Regions from separate parts of the Mus musculus genome. Here region 1 is linked to region 2. The links are chromatin contacts, called in public capture Hi-C maps. All regions are on one chromosome and are shown on one strand. Each heading gives the region's core, a stretch centred on a gene start, on an enhancer-like site or on the middle of the called end of the contact. The rest is flanking DNA. Distances are from core to core; before and after follow the strand shown. Region 1 holds the start of Orm2 (orosomucoid 2). Region 2 holds the start of Alad (aminolevulinate, delta-, dehydratase).

The links. Capture Hi-C pulls out chosen DNA fragments and counts their contacts.
Region 1: a contact with region 2 is called in a capture Hi-C map of macrophages, with 3 times the contacts expected there. The contact joins the promoter of Orm2 here to the promoter of Alad in region 2. A contact is called at or near these places in 4 of 39 promoter capture datasets (the C10 cell line, liver and pre-B cells) and 2 of 9 other capture datasets (liver and macrophages).

Annotation. Positions count from the first base shown.
Region 1 is chr4:63,359,841-63,364,208 of GRCm38.p6, reverse strand. It overlaps Orm2 (orosomucoid 2), which reads right to left and starts at 1,760. Exons shown (of 6, transcript NM_011016.2): 1 at 1,606-1,760; 2 at 1,123-1,265; 3 at 845-915; 4 at 184-291; 5 at 1-47. The coding sequence starts at 1,722.
Region 2 is chr4:62,518,483-62,523,250 of GRCm38.p6, reverse strand. It overlaps Alad (aminolevulinate, delta-, dehydratase), which reads left to right and starts at 3,188. Exons shown (of 12, transcript NM_008525.4): 1 at 3,188-3,391.

The DNA.
Region 1 (4,368 bases), core at 511-3,010, 840 kb before region 2:
CTTCTGGAATACTTCCCGCAGCTCCGGGGTGATATCTGGCCTTTTTGCTGCAATGGAGAAGGGATCCAGGATTGTGCTGGCTAAGGGTCCAGCAGATGGGAAGCCAGGTAGGGATGTGGGATGTGGGTGGACGATCAAGAGTAAGGCCAGTGGAGCTGGGGACCAGGTCTGGGAGGACCCTACCATTGAGGGACAGTCCCCGTTTCTTCTCATCCTTCAAGTCAAAGGCAAGCATGAAGGCCCCATGCATCTTCAAGACTATCAGGTCTGCAAAGATTTTTACTCCTCCTACTGCAGGATGAAGGGCTTTGTGAGTCACTAGAATGATGCTGTGGTCCCCATCCCCAAGGGAAGGAAGCACATAGCTATGGACAAGTGCCTGAGGCTCCCTGTGGCTGCCATGTGCTCAGCCTCTGTTGGATGCAGCCTCACTTCTCATTCTTCATAAGTATGGAATGGCTGGGGCCTTGGAAAGGGCCCTTGGTGGTGTGGCATAGTTAACACTTCCCCTTAAACATTAAAACATTGGCTTAGGGACAATTAAAACCTAAGAGTATCTAATCTGGCCCACCAGTATTCAGTTGCCCTCCCCCCATGCTGTCCCTGGTGACCTGGGGATTTGGCTGAAGTCACTGGTTTCCCAAACCATGGGTTTCCCCTCTGAGCTCACAAAAGATCATAAGAATGGTCAAAGCAAGTCTGTCCTGGCAGCTGGACTCCAGTTTGAAATCTACGTCCACTTACAAGCCTCAGAGAGTGACTTCACAGACCTAACTCCCCTGTTCTGCTGCCCCCTTGTACCCTTGCAATACGCTCCCAGAAAGCCGTGAGTTCCAACCCTTACCATACTTGGAGAGGGTCCCATTCTCTCTCTGGATTCCTAGATGAGTGGAGTTATAGACACAGTGGTCATCTCTAGAAAGCAAAGAGACAGAGGACAACTGATGGAGAGGTGATCTGACTAAACTGGGGTGGGGAGTGGGCAAGAGGCAGGTAAACAAGAAAGCTGTCCCCATTCCAGAAGGTGGGTGGGGAGGCCAGGCAGATCCAGTTTGCTCAGGTCTCTAGGCATCTGGGAGTGGAGGCCAGGGCCAGGGTGGGCTGGCTGTTACAAGAACTCACATGGTGTGATACTCTCGAAGCTCCATCGTGTCATTTATCAAGTTGGGGGTAAGGTTAAAAAATACCATCTGCGTCTTTTGAATTTCCTGCCGGTAATCAGGGTTTAGGACAGCCGCACCAATGAAAAACCATTTGTCAGAGAGCTGGGGAGAAGCAGGCACACAGATGAGTAGGGCTTGTAGTATGAACATTGCACTCAGCCGTGCTGTGGGGCAAGCAAGCAATGGCTTCTGAACCATACATGGGAAGACTGAAGCTCAAATGGGCAACTCAAAAATCAGCCATCCTACTGCTCTGTCCCCTGCTGAGAGACCTCAGAGTGATGCTTCTGGGTTTGGAGGCAGGGGGTGCCACCAGGTCTCCAGGAGAGGAAAGGGCAGTACCAGGAGCCCAGAGATGAGCACAGACATCAGGGAAGGGAAAGCCCAGAGGAAAGAGTAGCCTCCTTAAGTGCTCACGTCCAAGTCCTGGGCAGGCACTTACCCAGCTCAGGGTCTCATTGGTGATAGGGTCGCCTATGGTGATGTTGACATGTTCTGGGTTCTGAGCTTCCAACAGCGGCAGGAGGCTCACCATGACAAGAATCATGTGCAGTGCCATGCTTAGGACACTCAGAGGCACCAGGGCTTGGAAGAGATAACTGGTGGATGGAGGGTACAGTGGCTTTTATAATAGATGTGGCGAGGGCATGGGACTGCAGCCAGGGCCTCTAGAGCCCTGGCACATTCTCCCCAGCACTTGGGAAATGTCTTGCGCAAAATGTTCTCTCAAGCCAGCTTTGTGCAGCTCCCTCGGCCAGCCGGCCCTGACACAGACTCCTGCCCTACACCAGAGTGGCTGATTCATGGTCAAGGTGGATACTGGGCTAGCCTGATAATACTTAGATCCCAGTCATGGGTCCCATACCTGTCTTATCCCATGAAGCTGCCTAGCAGGAGTGAGACCTATTCGTTTATCACCCCTCCAAGGGGGCTATGAAGGGGTCCCTGGTCAGGGTTCATAGTGAACTTAGAAGACACTTAGGGGCTCAAGTTAAGGGCCAAGGACAAAGATGGATTAGTTTCCAAAGGAGTGTGATGTTCCTGGGGACCCCTATACAGCCTAGAGGCAGCCGAATGCCCAAAAAAGAGGGGTGAATCTGAGTTGAAAATGTAGTTCAGCAAAGCTCCCAGTATTTACAGCAGGAAAGGATCTGTCTAGAATAGTGTGTGCCCAATCCAGGGTCTGTGCACAGGATCCAGTAAATATCTGGTTCTAGTTCCTGCTTGATAGATATAGCCTGATCTTTGTCTACATAATGAACACTCTCGAAACGTATTGCTAGGGACAGGCCTGGTGACTCTTGCTGAGGCACGGAGTCATTGCTAGGAGTTTGAGATCACAGTGAGCTCTTTCAAAACATCAAAAGCACCAAACATATTAGAACACACTCACAGTTGAGTAATCTACTATTTCTCATGTTTCTGTGTAGTCAGGGTTTTTGTTTTAATGATAAGTAACTTGTCATTCACTTACTGTGTTCTAATTTCATGAGAACCTTCTTTTATCCTGTGGCATTTTGTATTTTATGTTTCCCCTCTTGATAAGTATTAGAGCAACATATTGCCTTTAAAAATTAGTCTACCAACAGAAAAGAAAACAAAACAAGACATGAATCACCTCCAGTATCATGTGTATAAATGTTTCTAATGGCATTATTCAAAGTAGCCACAAACCCCAAGCTCTTAAGTGCCTACCACCAGGAAAATGAGAAATGGGTTGTGACATTTCATGCAAGCATGGTGTTGCTTAGCAACAGAGAGAAATGAACGACTGATAGATTTGACCATACAAATGCAGCTCGACAACATTATTGCCAGCAGATCGCCCAGAGGTGGGGTTGTATGAGCCTGTTTACAGGGCGTTCTAGAGGCTCCAGACTAATTGTAATGATATTAATCAAGTTAGTGACAGTGATCACCTAGGGCAAAAGGAAGGGGCCACAGATGGTCCTGAGAGCCCCCTGCCGTGGAGTGGGCTGTACAGGGCCTAGGAGAACTTGCTGAGCTGGAGCCCCAAAACATATGTGTTTTGTTGTATCTATACAGTCTTAAGAAAGTTTATCTCTTCCCAGAGGAGAAAAAGCATAACCATGAGGAGCCCAAAAGCACCAATGATATGTTCTGTCCCAAGTTAGCAGTGCGCCAGATATCATAATCTCTCTGTTTGTGCCTCTTTGTCTCTGCTATGTCTCTTACACACAGGCGCACACGTACACGTGCACATAAACACATTTGCACACACTGGCAGATATAAATATCTATTTTTGTTATAAAAGCAAATGATGGAAAATAATGAACTTAAGAAACTGATTAGATATCCCCAAAGCTACCTGTGGCTGTGCTGTGTATCCAGAGCCTGGGGTTTCTAAGGCGAGGGTGCAGGCAGGGAAGTGGACACCCAGCTAAGGTCTCCCCCAGGGTACTTGCTGCATATCATTCCAGAGTCTGCCTAGGCTTCTGCTCACATCTGTCTCCCCTGCTTCTCCTGTCCTTTGCCTGCAGAGGCCAGATGAGCAAGGCCTGTCATGAATTCCCAGGCCAGAAACAGTGGGGGACACTCAGCAGGAAGTGTGTGACAAAGCCACAGGCCAGAGTCTCTTTCCAGAGACTTCCATAGCACACTATGCCTGTGGCCAGCTTGACTCTGGGCATGCGTGTGGCCATGACTGTGATTCACTCTGCCCCAGTGCATTGACAGACAGAGCAGGGTGCTACATCAGGTGCCTTTCCTGGTGAGGAAGGACACAGTCTACCATGGCACACTGCATCCAGTCAGGACAGCCATAAGCTTAGCAGGCAGAGATGATCTGTGGATGCTCAGCTTGTTTTCTGCTTTTGGTTAAGTGAGGCATCCCAGCCCGAGGAATGTCACTGCCTACAGTCAGGGTGGCGGCTCTCTGGAAATGTCCTCACAGACACACACGGAATACATCCCCTAGGGGACTGCCAATCCAGTCAAGTGTAAAGATGATCTCAGACTCTGTCTTTGCCACAGGGTGGACTGTGCCTCAGGAACTCCGGTCACAATTGTGCAATCGATGTCAGCTGGCCTCTAGGCAAGCAGTGTCATCTCACAGTGTCCCCCATGGGACACTGAGGAATCTTCATGGAGACTTCCAGGCCCTTTAGCCAAGGCCTAAGTATACCAAGACACCTAGCCTTAGCCTTTTAAAGCTTGATCGTGTTAGCATCTACATGAACCCTC
Region 2 (4,768 bases), core at 1,939-4,438:
GGGGCTTAATCTTGGAGGTAACTCAGTGCCTGCCATGGTAGGTCCTAGTGCTACCTCCTGGAAGGTATAAAATCCCAGATCCATCTCCCAGACTTATGGCTGCTGCTTTTCATTCCCTGGGCTCATAACAAGTTCCAGAGACTTTATTTCTTCCAGGCACAGCCTGTTCTGTCTCCATCTCTCTGGCTTCTGCTTCCCAGCCCGGCTTTCTCCTCCTCTTACTTATTTCATCTTCTAGTCTAGGGACTCTGATAACATATGTCATATTCCAAAGTGCAAGGTCCTCAGATTCCTTAGTCCTAATCTCCTGCCTTCTAAAGAGAGTTGAGAACACCTCTGAACCTTACGGTAAGAGGAATGGTGCTCAGGAATGTAGCACCACTGCTGTGGCTTCGAACGTGTCTGTTGGCCTTTCTTTTTCCCCATTGAGTGCTCCAAGCACTTTTTCCTGTCTTAGTTGTGCACTTGAGGCTGACAGGTGATGTAATATAGTTGGACACTGTTTACTAGTAATACAGGGAAGAGTTTGGTGAGAGTGACTGGAGACTGTTGAGAAGATTTTAATGCTTTCTACAAATAAAGAACATTCTTGTTTAAAATGATGACTCATACAATGTGCTTTTGCAAAGGACTCACCAAGACCCCCCTCTCTCTCCCCCTACCCTCACACATAGGCACACAGTCTTGTGTCTTGCATTACCAGCAGGTGAATGAGTATCACAAGTTAAGGGCACTGTTCTTAACCACAGCCAACATATCCTGAGATTCTCCTGGTTACTTTGCATATCTCACTAGCTCCCACTTCTGTTTGTTTGTTTGTTTTGGTTTTTTGAGACAGGGTTTCTCTCTGTAGCCCTGGCTGTCCTGGAACTCACTCTGTAGATCAGGCTGGCCTCGAATTCAGAAATTCACCTGCCTCTGCCTTCCAAATGCTGGGATTAAAGGTGTGTGCTACTACTGCCCGGCTAGCTCTCACTTATTAAGTTCTAAGTACTTTCAAGTATTCTCATCAAGCAACATTGCTATTGCCTCTACTAGCTCTTTTTTTTTTTTTTTTTTTTTTTTTTTGGTTTTTTCGAGGCAGGGTTTCTCTGTGTAGCCCTGGAACTCACTTTGTAGACCAGGCTGGCCTCGAACACAGAAATCCACCTGCCTCTGCCTCCCGAGTGCTGGAATTAAAGGCGTGCGCCACCACACCCGGCTATTAACCACAGCTCTATGTTCTCCAGTACACACAGTTCTCAAGTCATAAGTAAAATTTATAAATCAAAATTCACCAAGAACTGCAGTGGTCCTTTGGTTAATAATAGGCCTTTTCCTTCCCAGAAGAAACATTGTTTCTTAATTCCCAAGAGCACGGTGCTAGACCTACCCTTCAAGGCCCATTTGTAATCCTGTGACGTCCTTTGAACTCAATTTCAATTGTATGTACTAAGTACCAAGTAGATCTTCCTAGAATATACCTTTGCTTTCAATGAGATCAAATCCATAGTTAAACCTGTTATTCAAGGCTTGTGTAAGAAGGGCTCACCCTACCATCTAATCTCCGCCATAAGGCTGTCAAGAATGGAAGGGGCTCAGTGACATAGCGCTTGCTTAGCTAGCATGTTCAAACAAAACCGAAAACCAAATTCTTCCATGTCTTTGGTTTGTTCTGCTCAATCCCTTAACTAGACTTTAACATTCTAAGAAGAAACCTTTTCTGGGAATGGAGATTTGGATTTAAAAGTAAGGAATACAACATCTGGAAAGAATCTTTGAGGTCTTCCATAAGTTTTTTCCCTGTTGTAATATCCAAAAATAAGTTCAAGACTACCCTGTACCTTCCCCCTTCAAAAGGACTTTCCAAACTGTACTAGCAGGCCAAGTACAGAGCCAGATAAAAAGCTGGCTGACTAAACAAATATAGAAACATAGTTTTAACGGTCAAAAACAAAATTAACAATCCTCCTGCCCCGCCTCACTAAAACACACACAAGGACAGACAAAATAAGAGTCACCCTACATAAACCAACCAATGTCTAAAAAGATTATTGGCTACACCAATTAAAATAAGCCAAACTACCCTGGTGCCTATATCCAACCCTTACAAAGGTATAAAAAGTGTGTTCCTTCTTTGTTCTGGGTCTCTCCTCCTGCCTGCCAGCTGAGAGGGGAGTCCCCAACATGCTGGATAAGTAAAATCCTCATGAGTTTTTGCAATGATGGTGGTCTCTGTGCTCTTTGTGGGTGAGGGTTTTCTGACAAGCTACAACACTCTCATACCCTTCACCCAGCTTCTCTTGTTACAACTTTAAGTTCAATTTTTCTAGTGAATTATTGAAAACCAAGATGAGTTCACAGATCTTAAACATTTTTAAAATGAAGATCTGGTGGTACCTAGAACATTTACAGTATTATTACACAACTGCCCACTTTTACCTCCAAAATAATTTTATCACCTCCTCCCTAGTGAGCATTCCCCAAGGCTCCCTCCACAAAGAGGGCCCTTGCCACTCTCAAGTCTTTGTCAAAGCCCCATAAACCTCTCTAGACCCCACGCTCCAGTCTTCCCCAGACCTTTGGTCAGAATTTTTCTTTTTTTAATTGTTTTTTGGTTTGTTTGTTTTCTGTTTTGTTTGTTTTGGGTTTGGTTTGTTTGTTTGTTTGTTTGTTTGGTTGGTTGGTTTTTTGTCACCTAGTGCTAAGATTAAAAGCATGCACCACCAAATTTACTCCCTTTTATACTCCAAATTTTAATGTATCCATTGTAGATAAACCTGATCTCCTAGCATACTTGGATGGTTAGTTTTCTCGGCTTTTTTTTTTTTCCAATGTCTTTCATATCTCTCAACCCATGAGATAGGGGCTGGATAATCAATTACATAGAATAAATAAATCTAGACAGTCAGTCTGCTGCTGAACGTATTTACCCGCGGTGTTAGGCATTACCGAGGTGTTTTAATGCCGTTGACATCCAATTGTTCTTTTACCAGTGAGCAACGCAGTCAATTTTTGCTCCGGGCTGAGAATAGACCGTCAAGTGAACTCTGGGATGAGTTCGGATTGCAAGCCAGGGCACCTCCCAGAGGCTCCGAATGCCCACGTGGACCCCCTCGGGCCTTCCCACCTCAAGTGAGACCCGAGCTGGGGGGCGGGGAGACGGGCGGGCTCTCGGGCAACTCTGGATTGGCCAAGATTCCAGCCCCGCTCAGCGTGGATCTGGCCGCGCGAGCTGACCAGTGATCCGGAGACTGCCCCGAAGGGAGCGTAAGCTGCATTCCCGGAGGGGCGGGCGGTACGGGAGCCGCTTCCGGGTGAGCCGCCCCGCCCCCACGTGGGCTTGCGCTTTTAGAGCGGGAGAGCGCGGTGTCCAGAGCCCGGCTCGGAGCGGCGGCGAGCAGCGTCCTTGGTACGTGAGCAGGCGCCGGCCTCTGGGAAGTGGCGGGTTGAAGGGGGACGGGACCCCAGAACAAGGTGAGGTGCACCCCTATGGCGCTGTGTTCCCGAAGCTCTGACGCTGTAGCGGAGACGCTGTCCCTATGCACCTACTAGAGTGGGCGGGATTCTTGCCGCTACAAGGTCTTGCTGCGTCCGGGATTCGGGACTCAAAGATGGGCTCCACCCGCCCCCTTTCTCGGAGGCCTCAGGGGTAGCCTCGGTTTCTGCAGAGCGCGATCTGTCTGGCAGGCTGGAGAAGTGGGGAAAACAATAAGGGTCGCTTGTGCTAGGTCTCTCCTGCTTCTGCTCATTCAGTCATACAACGATCCATTGAGATCCGCTTAAGACCCAGACCACATGAGAAGAAAAGCAGTCATGCAGCTTGAAACAAGAATTTGTCCCCATGCCTTTTAAATCCCAAAGTCACATACTAACCACCCTGCTACCAGCCGTGGCCAGGTCTAGGTTAAACCTTTCTTCCCCTACTCTCACCTGGAATCTCTGTCGCCTCTTCCATACTGGGACTATAACGTGTGAACTCTGTCCTTCTAATGCCAAAAGTCCTGGTGAGGACTGAGGGCTGCTAGACTCCAGAAGTTTGGACCATATTTATAGCTGACCTGCTGTATGAGACCTGCCCTTCTCGAGTTCAGTTTTACAGTTGTTTGATGTAAAAGCTCTCAGCCAGAATATTTTAGCAGTCTGTGGAAAGGCAACTCCTAGCTTGAAATGTCTAGACCCGGGCAGCAGGGGGGATTAAGCGCCCACACTAGATGAGGTCTAAGGTCTCTTCTTTAACCCCTCCTAACACCGTGGCAGGTGGCAGCTAGAGTGTGCAGGAAATGCAAATGAGCCACCGGGCAGTACCTTTTCAGAACTGCCCACAGATGCCTTTCCTGGGCCTCTTTGGGCTTCAGATTTCCCAGCTCTGAACCTTCTACCTAGCTGGCCCTCCTGACTTGTCTCCTCCCTAGCCAGGGCAGAGCCTGCTCGAGCTGGCACCACTTCACTACTATTTATGCCAAGAGCACAGCCTCCGGAATTCTTTGTGGGGTACAACCTGGGAGCCCAGGCTCTGAAGCTTTCTCTCAGCTGCTCCCAGTGGCAGTCTCACTCCCAGGTTGTGGGATGCTACCTCCTAAGGGAGGTGAGACCTTTACAGTCTTTCAGAAAAGCTACCCCGCAGTGTCTCTAAGAAACTACAGTGTTCCTTTTCCTTCTTGTCTAGTACGTGCTGCTGGAGGGCGGCTAGCCTCTCTCACCTCAGGCAGTGGCTGGAATGTATGTCCTTCCCTAGGTGTGGCGAAGGGTCAGACACAGTACAGCCTACTCATCCCAGCTCAGCACT